2 separate regions of the Mus musculus genome follow, and region 1 is linked to region 2. A link is a contact called in public Hi-C data. All regions are on one chromosome and are shown on one strand. Each heading gives the region's core, a stretch centred on a gene start, on an enhancer-like site or on the middle of the called end of the contact. The rest is flanking DNA. Distances are from core to core; before and after follow the strand shown. Region 1 has its middle 36 kb from the start of Gm40913. Region 2 has its middle 34 kb from the start of Gm30549.

Region 1 (5,352 bases), core at 988-3,487, 190 kb before region 2:
GTGGTCAGACCAGCTGCTGTATGTGCCAAGGAATAAGATGGCTCAATTATAATGTGTTTACTTTTGAGAAGCCATTAGCATGCAGTTTGCTTTGAGTTTCTATTGAATCTTGGAGTGACTTAGAGTGAATTTAGGCCAGAGGAGCTTTTGTCAAGGAAAAAGGAGGGGCGAGGGGGCTAAAATGGCTTTCTCCTCTCTCTACCTCTTTAATGCCGCTGTTATGACCACACACATGCCGGGCCTGGACTGCATAGCTGTGTCAGTGCAGTCCTGGGTTGTAGTGGTGATTTTTAGCATCTTTTACTTTGCATCCTACATACAGCTGAAGCAATATGGGTTCTCTCTATGCAGAGTAAGTGGGGAGATATGAATATGAAGGATCCATGAAGCTGATGAACAACCCCAGAGAGGAGAGAGGTGTTCTTTTAATGGTTTCCTGATGGCTTGCTTAGTTCCTGAAGGTGACCTTATCATCCCTCTTTCATGATGTGTGCTTTCCTTGGACATTCACCCTCTCCAATCTCCTATAATCTTCATCCGGCCTGCCAGCCACTTCCCCTCATGCAGGCAGTCCTCCTGCCTCCTCTCTACCTCTTTAATGCAGCTGTTTTGACCACACACAGGGGTCTAAAACCTAAATGAGTGCCCGAAAAACCTAAAGAGATGATGATTGGTATTGCAAATATCTATTGAGGAGATAGACGTTGGAAGTTTAGGTGTGAAGGTGACTCATGCCATTCATGTATTTTATACAATGCATTCTAAGGTATTGGGCTACAATGACTTTTGAAGAGGCACTGGGGACTCAATGGGTCTGTCAGACCTGAGAACTCTGGCTGTTGAATTTGAGTGTTATTATTGGAGCTGGGTGACAGGAGATATAGAATATGAGGCCTAAAGGAGACTGCTGGAGGGAGGGATCATAAGCTCAGTGAAAGGCCATTTACTAACCGGACTTCTAATTTTATTTGGGGGGTGGTGGTGACTATGATATGAAGAGCTTTCAGTCTTGGAAGCAGTGATGGAAGACCAATGAAGGAGACCATGTTTGTGGAGCCCAGTGAGATCTGGTATTGATGGGAATAATGAAGTGAGGGCATTTGGGGTGAAATTCCCTTGCACTGAGCTCAGCAATGGCAGCCAGCCAGCCAGCCAGCACGTGCTCTGTTGTCTTAAAGCTGTTTAGTCATCTGGTGGCTTTGTGACTTCATAAGATACTGCCCAACAGCTATGATTCTGGATCAAAGTAGCTCTGGGAGAAGAGGAATGAGCAAAGATCTAGAATTAGGATCTAATTCAGCCCAGGATCAAGTTTACCAACTAAAGTCTACTGGGGCTCTTACACAACTATTCAGAGCAACTCATCAATAATATGACATAACTTGAGATCTCTAATCAATTTTCAGTGAATTTCAGTCCAAATTATCATGTGCAACTGTGAATAAAAATATTTGAAAATAATTTTTGGAGAGTGCCCCACCCCAGTAATTTTAATTTTCATGAAATGCTCTGCCCATCAGCTTTTTGAGTAGAATTATATTTCCCCTCCTTCCTTTGACTTGAAGTTTTATAATTGACACATATCTCCAAGTCTGTTGTGAGTTGAAGGCCTTACCATCCAAACTCTGCAGCTCTACTCATCAATTACAGATGCCATTTTGTCTGTGGACTTGAAGACATCGGGTCTGTCCCTCATCTTCCCTGGAGGCTGAGAAAATAAAATAGCTTCTCCATCATAATGGATTATTTTGACCTTGCAAATTCATACACCTCAAAGACCTTGTTCTGTGAAAGAACCAAGGAAGGGTAGTACCATCAGCAGCACCACTGCCCTTGAGACTCAGGCTGTCTGAGAAGAAGCTCTGTAACACACTGTACCTTCCTAAGTCAGGTCTGCTTGGAGATGTGCATCCCGGTGTTGGGCTTGCCAGAACACTTTTAAAAGGCGCGAGCTTCCCTGCTGAACAGGGATGTTAATTTTTCATGAACCTATGCTGTGATGAGGAGCATGAAAAGGAGGAGAGAACGCATCAGGAAAAGAATGAGACAAAATAAAAGGAGCACTCCCCTGGTTCCAGGCAGAAAGATGGAGACTTGGAATTTTGCCTGTTAGAAGACTGACGTTAAATACAGAATCGTTTGATGAAATTAACTCTTTGGTGTGTATTTCTTGGAAAAGGGAAGGGGACTGCCAATTTAGAAGCCATCTGGACACTGTAAAGATTGCATTTCCACTCTGGCAGGAGGGTTGCAGATAGAGTTGCCTGGCCAGGAGGAGTCTGCCATGTCCAAGAGACATCACTGGCCACCTGGACCTCTGATCTCCTACCTATTAACATGAATTTTAAAGTCTCCCCCTACTATGACATTACTCAAATCTGCACCAAGACATTTTGAACCATACTTTTTTTTCCCAGTAAATTTACATTTGGGATGCTACATTTTCCATAAAAACTATATTAATAACCAGTTTCTTCCTGTCTCTTGGTCTCTGATCTTAAAGAATAAGATTTTAATTTTTGGTCTGTGTTTCTTGATAGTTTCTGATACAGAGTCAGCATTTTGCTCCAAAAAACAAATACTGAGTCTTGTCAGGTATTATTTAATTTCAACTAGCTGCATGTCTATAGGCATATAAGCAGCACTGATTTTTTTTTTTTTTTGCAGCCTGATTTTTTATTTTTGTTTGTTTTTCTTTCTTTTATTTTTACCTCGGAGTAAACAGAGTTGACTCAGTATGCCCCTCTTATTTATGCCAAGGCATCCCTGTTGCTGCTGACAGGTGAGCAGAGAGCATTATGGGTAGTTCCTGGTCCATGTGCACCTGTGCCTTCCCCTCATGTGTGACCTAGACCTATTGACTTGCTTCTGGTAAGTTGACTGTGACAAGCATAAGACTATCTTCCAATTCACATATCCTGTTTCCCACGCTGTCACTCACTGTGTGGAAATCAAGCTTCTGGATTGTGGACTTCTGAAAAGACATGCTGGCAAGGGTTTAGAAGAGGCTTCTAGCTAATATTCCATTGCTGTGCCTTCAGATAGGACCCTAAACCAGAGTCTGGTAATCTGAAAAACATGAGTAAGAAGCTAATCCATACATAATTCCTAACCCAGCGAACTTGGTGATAACCAGTGTTTATTGTCTCGAAGCAACAAGATTTGGAGGAATTTATTATGTAACAGTAACTAATACAAGTACCCACTATTTAAATGTTATGTCTATGGTGTTTTGACTGCCTCTATGTATATGCACCACTTTGTGTGCCTGGTGTGTGCATAGACCTAAAGGAGTACATCAGCTTTCATGGAACTGGAGTTACAGATATAGTTACAGTTACAGTGTGAGCTAGTTGGGTGCCTGGAATGGAAGCAGGATGCTCTGAAAAACCAGGACTCTCATCAATGGGACCATCTCTCTAGCTCCCGATAGGATTCAGATTCTTAAAATTATGTATGTGTTTGTTCCATGACTGTATGCGAATTGTTGAGAAACTCGTATGCTTCTTTATGACTGTATTCTTTACTTACATAATTAGCACCTTGCTATATTTTTCATTTCATTTTTTTTTTTTTTACATTTGCTTCTTCATGCCATACTTCTGAACTGTATTGGGATGACTGATGCAAGTATAGTTCCGTGTTTCTGATGATGACGTTGTTCATTGGAGGCATTTTGTTTCTTCTGTGTTCCGTGTAGGTGGCCTCCAAATAGCACTACCAAAAAAAAACAACCATGAGATGGACCCAACAGCAGTCTCTTGGATAACTTTGTGTGTGCACCTAGAAGTTGAGACTAATGAGCCATTGTTGAGTAATTAAGGATGTTTATAGCATCCAGGTTAAAAATGGCTTCAGTCCTGAGAACCCAACTAGTCTCATGATACAGGGCTTATAGAGCATATATCAGTGGTTCTCAGCCTTCCTAATGCAGTGATCCTTTAATACAGTTTCTATGTTGTGGTGACCCCCCCCCCCCAACCATAAAATTAGTCTGTTGCTATTTCCTAACTGTAATTTTGTTACTGTTATGGATTGTAATACAAATGGCTGATATTCAGGATATCTCATATGCAACCTCCAAGTGGGTCACGACCCACAGGTTGAGAACCACTGGTATACATCAGACTTTTTGTGGTGTGGTAAAAGAGCCAGAAGAATCCATCTTCCTCTTCTACTGTCTTCGGAAAGTCAGGGTTGTTTTCTGTTGTCACAAGACTGTTCTCGAAGCCTAGGCATTCCACACAGACATAGTCAAAGCTGGTGAAGGAGTGGTTATAGCTCCCCATGTACCTCTCATATTTTAGTGGACAAACATTTTATCAGAAGTCTTTTAGTAGATCCCGATAGGTGTCATTGACTAGAATTCTATTTGATGTAATAGACTAGACTAGAGACTAGATAGAAGATGCCTGGAGTTTTGCCCTCAAAGTGAGAGACATTCTGCCAATAGGGGAAAAGCAGAGGCTGTGTGGACTTTCTCACAAATAATGTCTGTGCTTTTAAATATACACAATATAAGCATTTGAATCTGTATTAGTTAGCTCTTACCAAAATGACACTATGAAACCAACTGTCATGAACAAAATGACTTCAAGCAATAGTTTATTATCAGTCATACATACATGTATAGGGTAACTGGAAATTCAGCAAGGTGTGACTGCCAGTCAGGCTCAGATTGGGCCAGTTCTGCTCCCCACAACTGTCATCTTCCTTGAACTCAGGTTACATAAATGGGGAATATTCTTCTCATGGCAAATGCAGAGGCATGAAGGCTCAAGCCTGACCATGTGACTACATTTCAAGCCGTTGCTCTACCTCTACTGTTAACACACGATTTGTCCAAGACATGCTCGAGGTTAAAGTCCAGGAACAGGGCAGTACATATGAAGTCTATCATAAGACTCAACTGACTTATACAGTCAAGTCCAGTAGAGGCAGGATGTATAGTATTTTTTTTTTTTGTTTTTGTTTTAATGAAAGTGGTACAGGATGAAGGATCAAAGACATTTAAACTACAAATATTTTCTACTATGAGCACTGTAAGAAGTTCTTATTAGCCAACATTATCATCAATACTTGGTATTACCAATGTTCAATTGTTTTGCCAACCAAATGGTAACAAAGTTGTTTAAAAGTTATGTCTATGAATATCAAAGGAAGTAACCGAGTTGTTTTTTTTTTTTTTTACCTACATGTTGGTGTCTCCTCCTCTGAATTTGGTGTTCCTACTCATTGGAAACTTAAAAGTCAAGTTTCCTATATTTTCTCTTATTAATTTACGGGGATTATTCCTTATATAACATTACTATTAACTCTTGATTCATTTTGGATGTTGCACAGCTCTTAGAT
Region 2 (5,276 bases), core at 2,465-4,964:
GTGTAATGTCCTTGCAGCTTCAGAGGACAGATGTGCCAACATGTAGATAAAGTTTGACGCATTGATTCGCTGTGCCAAAAGCTAAGCTCTTGAGAAACCTGATTTTCTCATTCAAAAGCATAATGTAGTCTCACTTCATATGCTTCTAAGTGACTTGAATGATCTTGTACTCGGGGTATATACAATGATTTACTTCAATATGCCTCCTTTTTTATGCACACAATAATGCAGTTAGCATCTAGGGAAATGTATATTTGCATACTTGAACAACTATTTCAATAGAATAAATTTCTGGAAGACAAATTTAGGTTTCAAGGAAATGTATATTTAAACAATAATAGGCATTACTAAAAGTCTTTGTTTCCACATTCTTGTCAGCTCTGGATATCAAAAATTTTAAATATTTATCAACTAGTGTTTGAAAAACATATTGTTTTTGCTTTGGCTAGCATGTATTTGATTAGTAAAGAGGCTGAATATATTTTCATAAATTTACAAGCTATTTTTCATCTCTTCATTTGAGAATGACCTATTTATGGTCTTGGTTTATGATTCTATAGGTTTTTTTCCTCACTAAGTCACCTGAGCTTCTTACAGAAAAAATACTATTTTGTTACATATATTGCAACTATTTTTTACAGTCAAATATTGATTATGATGAAACATTTCTAATAATGTCATCCTTACTTTATGCTCTGGACAATTTATGAAAAATTAATAAGGGCACCTTAATATCATTATCAACAAGAGGAAAAACATTTGCTTAAATGTAGAATTAATAAAGAGGTATAAATAACTTTTATTAAACATGGAAATATCCAGAAGGTTACAACCTTACACTTTTCTTAAAAAGTTTTGGAGCGTGGACATTTTTGAAGACCAGAAAGAAGTCTTACATCATTAATGAAGACAGTTTGGGAAAAGCAGAAAAATGAAACATAACTGTTAAAACATATATCATTAACCCCCATAGGAACAAGATGTAATATAGAAAGAAAATTGAACACACCAACACTGGGCTCAGCATCCATCAGTCACGCCACATCCATGCTCTGCATGTACCCACTTCTTCTTCTGCAAAGCACACATAATTATACCTGAGTTGTAGGGCATTGTGACTATTAAACGATGGGTAACATAAAAGACGGGAATATACACAGTAGATGCTCAATAACTCCTCTTGTTCCCTATCCCACCTGATGTGAAAAGAATAAGAAGCTTACCTACAGTCACTCGACCGTGACACAAACATTTAAAATGTAATATCACCAGATCAATAAGTAGAATAAGTTTTTCCTTGAAACCCTCAGTTGCTGAAAGTTCTCTCTCGTGGGTACAACGAGCCTAATCTGATTTCCTAGACTGAGGTTGAAATAATAGTCCTTGTAAGATAATTCGCAGCTGCCGTCCATGTTAAATATTTAATGCAAATGCTGAAAATGATAAGTATTATGGTCCATAAACTATTCAAGGAACCCAAGAGACTGACCACAGTCCAGGAAATGGATCAAGGAGGTTGTAGGTATGGCTGGTGCTCCCATAGGCTGACTTTTGCAGAGAGAGTTAAAGGTTTGGGGGCATTCATCCTCTCAGGGATAAAGAGCAGACACCTGTGATTAGTCGAGTTCGTTTGTACTCCTGATATCGAGTGATGAAATAGTACTTCACCTCTGTGGTCGCTCTCTCCATAACCACAAGCCCTCACACTAACCACAAGGAAGCTACTCAGCACATTGTGACTGAAAGACTCTCCACAAAACCTGGCCAGATACCTGGCCAGTGTTTCTTCAGACTGAAAGGGTCACATGAACTAGAGAAGGTCTGGAAAATTGGCACATCATGGGGGAGCCTAAGAAGCTGTAACAACTAAATTCGGACTGTGATGGGCAGTCTTGACTACTATTATTATTGAGTTGAGAAGTGAAATTTAAAGAGCTCACCTATGTATGTGTGTCTATGAAAGTGTTTCCAGAGATATTAAATGAGCATGGGGGTATATGATGAATTTACCCAGACACCATCACATAGCCTCAGAACCCAGGTGTAATAAAATGAAGAGGAGAGTGATCAGAACCTTCTTTCTCTCTGCCTCCTGGTTACTGTGACAGAGGGCACTTGGCTCCACCCTACCTTCCCTAACATGATTGACCAACACCTCTGAAATCCAGCCATATGCCCAACGAAATCATCGTCTCTTGATTTACATCAAGTGTTTTGACACATGCCAAAGTAGCTAACTCATACTCAAATAACTTGCATGGAATTCTGTATCAGAGAATGGCTACCAGGTTGAAACTAAGGAATTCTAAGTAAAGTTGAATCTTTAGTTGATACTAAGATAACTATTACTACTGATTCATCAATTATGAGGAATGTAATAGACTAATACAAATCTTAATCATAGAGGACACTAGGTATGTGGAACATATGCAAATTCTTTTTAACATTTTGAAATTTTATCTGCAAGTTTAAAACTATTGAAGTTTTAAAGTTAATTTTGAAAAGGTAAATGGCTCCTTCGATTACTATTCTTCTGTTCTACTTCAATGTACTACCTCAAAAAGAAACGAAAAGGATTTTTGCTGGTATGCCTGGGGACAGAGGATGCTTAATGAAGGTGACACTCCCTGTTTCACATGTCAGTGTTTACTTTTTTGATGCCTTCCCACTTTGTGGATTATCCACTGTTTAGAGGGCCTATATCAGTGCAGGGACATCAGCAGATGTTCCAAAAGAGCATTCAAACGATGCAGGGACCACTAAGATCATTCTTAAGCAACCTCTGAGTTCTTGAGCAATCACAGACCTTGTCATAAAGTTACCCTATGTTGCAAGAAGCCAGTCTGGGGAACAAGTGGTGGTTAGGGGCAGTGCCATATTCTGCCAATCTATATGTCCCGACCCAGCTCAGCTCAGATTCACTTGTACACGTGTAGTAAGTCAGTTCTGGACAGAGACTGTACAGCTATGCAGCCAGTCAATCTTGTAACAGTGGAGTGGCAGCCCTCTTCTCCTGGCCTGCACGTTATGGTTGGCTATTACATGATCTCAAATCAGGCAGAAACCAATGACTCAAATTTTAAAACAAACAAACAAACAAACAAATCTCTTAGCCAGATAGCATGTGTGGAAACTGTCAGCGTTCCATTTAAGTTAATGAAGCAAAACATTTATCTGAGTAATTGACTAATGTAAATTTTCACATTCAAATGAGTACACATTTCAAGCCAATCTGGCATGCTCTTCATCTGTATACCCCAGAGGACTGTAATGTTTGCAGAGTACGTGAATTATAAAGATGTATTGTCTTTCTCCCATCGCACCCTTGTGTCTGTCTGTCTGCATCTCTCCCTCTCCCTCCTTCCCTTCTCTCTCTCTCTCCACTCTCTCTCTCATGTGTGTGTGTGTGTGTGTGTGTGTGTGTGTGTGTGCAAGCTCATGCATGCATGCACTATCGAGTACAGCATGCTGCAGGTGCTTATATATATTGATGTAATGTTCGTTACTAATAAGGGTGAGTCAGAGGAAAGAAAAGAGGGAAATATTTTGTACTTACTGGCCTTTCCAAAACAATTCTAAAAGAAATCGTTGCTTAAGGTTTTCTTTTATGTTGATAATGAGAGATGGTGGGGGTGGTGCATGCATCCTGGTTTCTCAGGTCCTGAGGATGGTAACAGAAGGAACTCAGCAGGGCTGCCCACTCCTGTTGTTAATTAAAGTATTTTCACATTCTCCAGGGTGTAATGCACTCTGGGCACTGAGCCCCAGAGAGCCTTGTGCAGTCTAATGATCACGTATTCAAATAAACACAGTTGGGGGCCACCAGGGAGCGGCATGGCTCGGTTCCCCCACCTCATTAAGGGCTGCAATGCTCTGCAGATGTCTGAAATGCATGGGCTCCATTTCTTATGAATAATAAATATGAGGCTGTGTTCCTCAGCACTTCAAGGTAGGGTGGATACCTCTTCACTCAGCTGGGACCTACATGGGGTAGAGAGTGACATTTTCAGCGGCGTTTTCATAGCTACATTCACCACAAGGTACCTGCCCAAGCAGATTTACTCTCCTGTGTGCATTGCTCTGAGTCTCATTTGTTGGCAGTTAACAAGGTTGTCTGTGTATGAAAGGTGGTGCTCTTCCAAGCCTACTGAGCTGTTGGGAGGGGCATCTGCATGTACCCGATAGCTCAGGGAAAAAGATGTGTTGTTAGCATGCAGTGTTCTTCCAGGCTGCGAAGCTAAATCGCAGACAGATCTCCTGAATGCTTGGAATTTCAGTTGAAGCAAACAGGGTAAACTTACTATGGAAAAATCCAATAATAATAATAATAATAATAATAATAATAACCATGATCAAAATGGGAACCAAAAGACAGACATGATGACAGGATTTTGACACCTTGTTTATAAAAGACTTGGACTCCAGTTTCAGTGACAATAACACAATACAACATAGGTTAAGAGGACTTAAAAACGTAAATCTTATTATATATTACATGTCATGAAGTGTTACATATACATGCAAATCAGTCCTCACAGCTTTTCTCACTGCTTGTTTCATAGCCTGTCTGGCCTTTATCATCTTCATCTGTAAAATGGGGATAAGGTAGACAGTTAAAATGTCGGATGGTTTGGAAGATTCAATGGGTTATCACCTATAAAGGGCTTAGAGTAGTGTACTTAGCAATATAAGTATTTGTTGATTAATTCAAGTACATATATTACCTCCCTTGTTTTGTTGGGTTTCATTAAAATAAATACATATGTGATACATAGACTAACAAAGATGCAATGTACAGAATGTGTAATGTATGCATCAGCTATGTGACTTAATATAAATGCATGCTCTTTGAATGCCTCTGTCTTCTCTCCCCAAGCCTTATTTACAAGAGAGAATCCCATATAAGCACTGGAGACCTAGTGACTGATGGCTTCCTCCTGGCTGTGGGAACAGAGGCACAGACTCAGTACGATGTACTGGTAAGTGCCTGGGAGAGAACCGTCAGATTCAGAAGGGAGAGGAAGGTGGCATGGGAGGGAGGCTTAGAATAGTGTCTTGATGCCTTGCTCAGCCCAGGTTCTGTGCCGCATTTTCAGTGTGCACACTGATGTTCATAAACCTTCATGTCCCAGGGTTTCCTTCCTCTTGTCCCGAGCACAGTGACCTTGGCTGGTCTCATGGTCTCTGAGGAGATAGATCTTTCTCTTCTCTTATAGGGCCAGGCTCCAAGGATTCATTGGACAGCCTGCCCTCAGAAGCCCCATCATCCACCTCTG

Evidence for each region. A called contact is a pair of places that touch in the nucleus more often than the background predicts.
Region 1: a Hi-C map of cerebellum shows a contact between it and region 2, with 2.4 times the contacts expected there. The contact joins two enhancer-like sites. A contact is called at or near these places in 1 of 15 datasets of contacts at CTCF or cohesin (the NIH/3T3 cell line), 8 of 484 Hi-C or Micro-C datasets (3T3-L1-derived adipocytes, Th2 cells, adipose-derived mesenchymal stem cells and 4 more) and 3 of 115 datasets of contacts at active chromatin or transcription factors (the SCID.adh cell line, acute myeloid leukemia and fibro-adipogenic progenitors).

What each region holds. Positions count from the first base shown.
Region 1 is chr13:37,294,861-37,300,212 of GRCm38.p6, reverse strand. No RefSeq gene overlaps it. Among named protein-coding and RNA genes, the nearest start is that of Gm40913, 36 kb to the left of the region's middle. Within about 2 kb of position 2,237, at least 2 of the 459 cell types and tissues checked have an H3K27ac peak or open chromatin away from gene starts, as enhancers often do. A contact at or near this core is called in cerebellum, where this site is marked.
Region 2 is chr13:37,102,664-37,107,939 of GRCm38.p6, reverse strand. No RefSeq gene overlaps it. Among named protein-coding and RNA genes, the nearest start is that of Gm30549, 34 kb to the right of the region's middle. Within about 2 kb of position 3,714, at least 30 of the 459 cell types and tissues checked have an H3K27ac peak or open chromatin away from gene starts, as enhancers often do. A contact at or near this core is called in cerebellum, where this site is marked.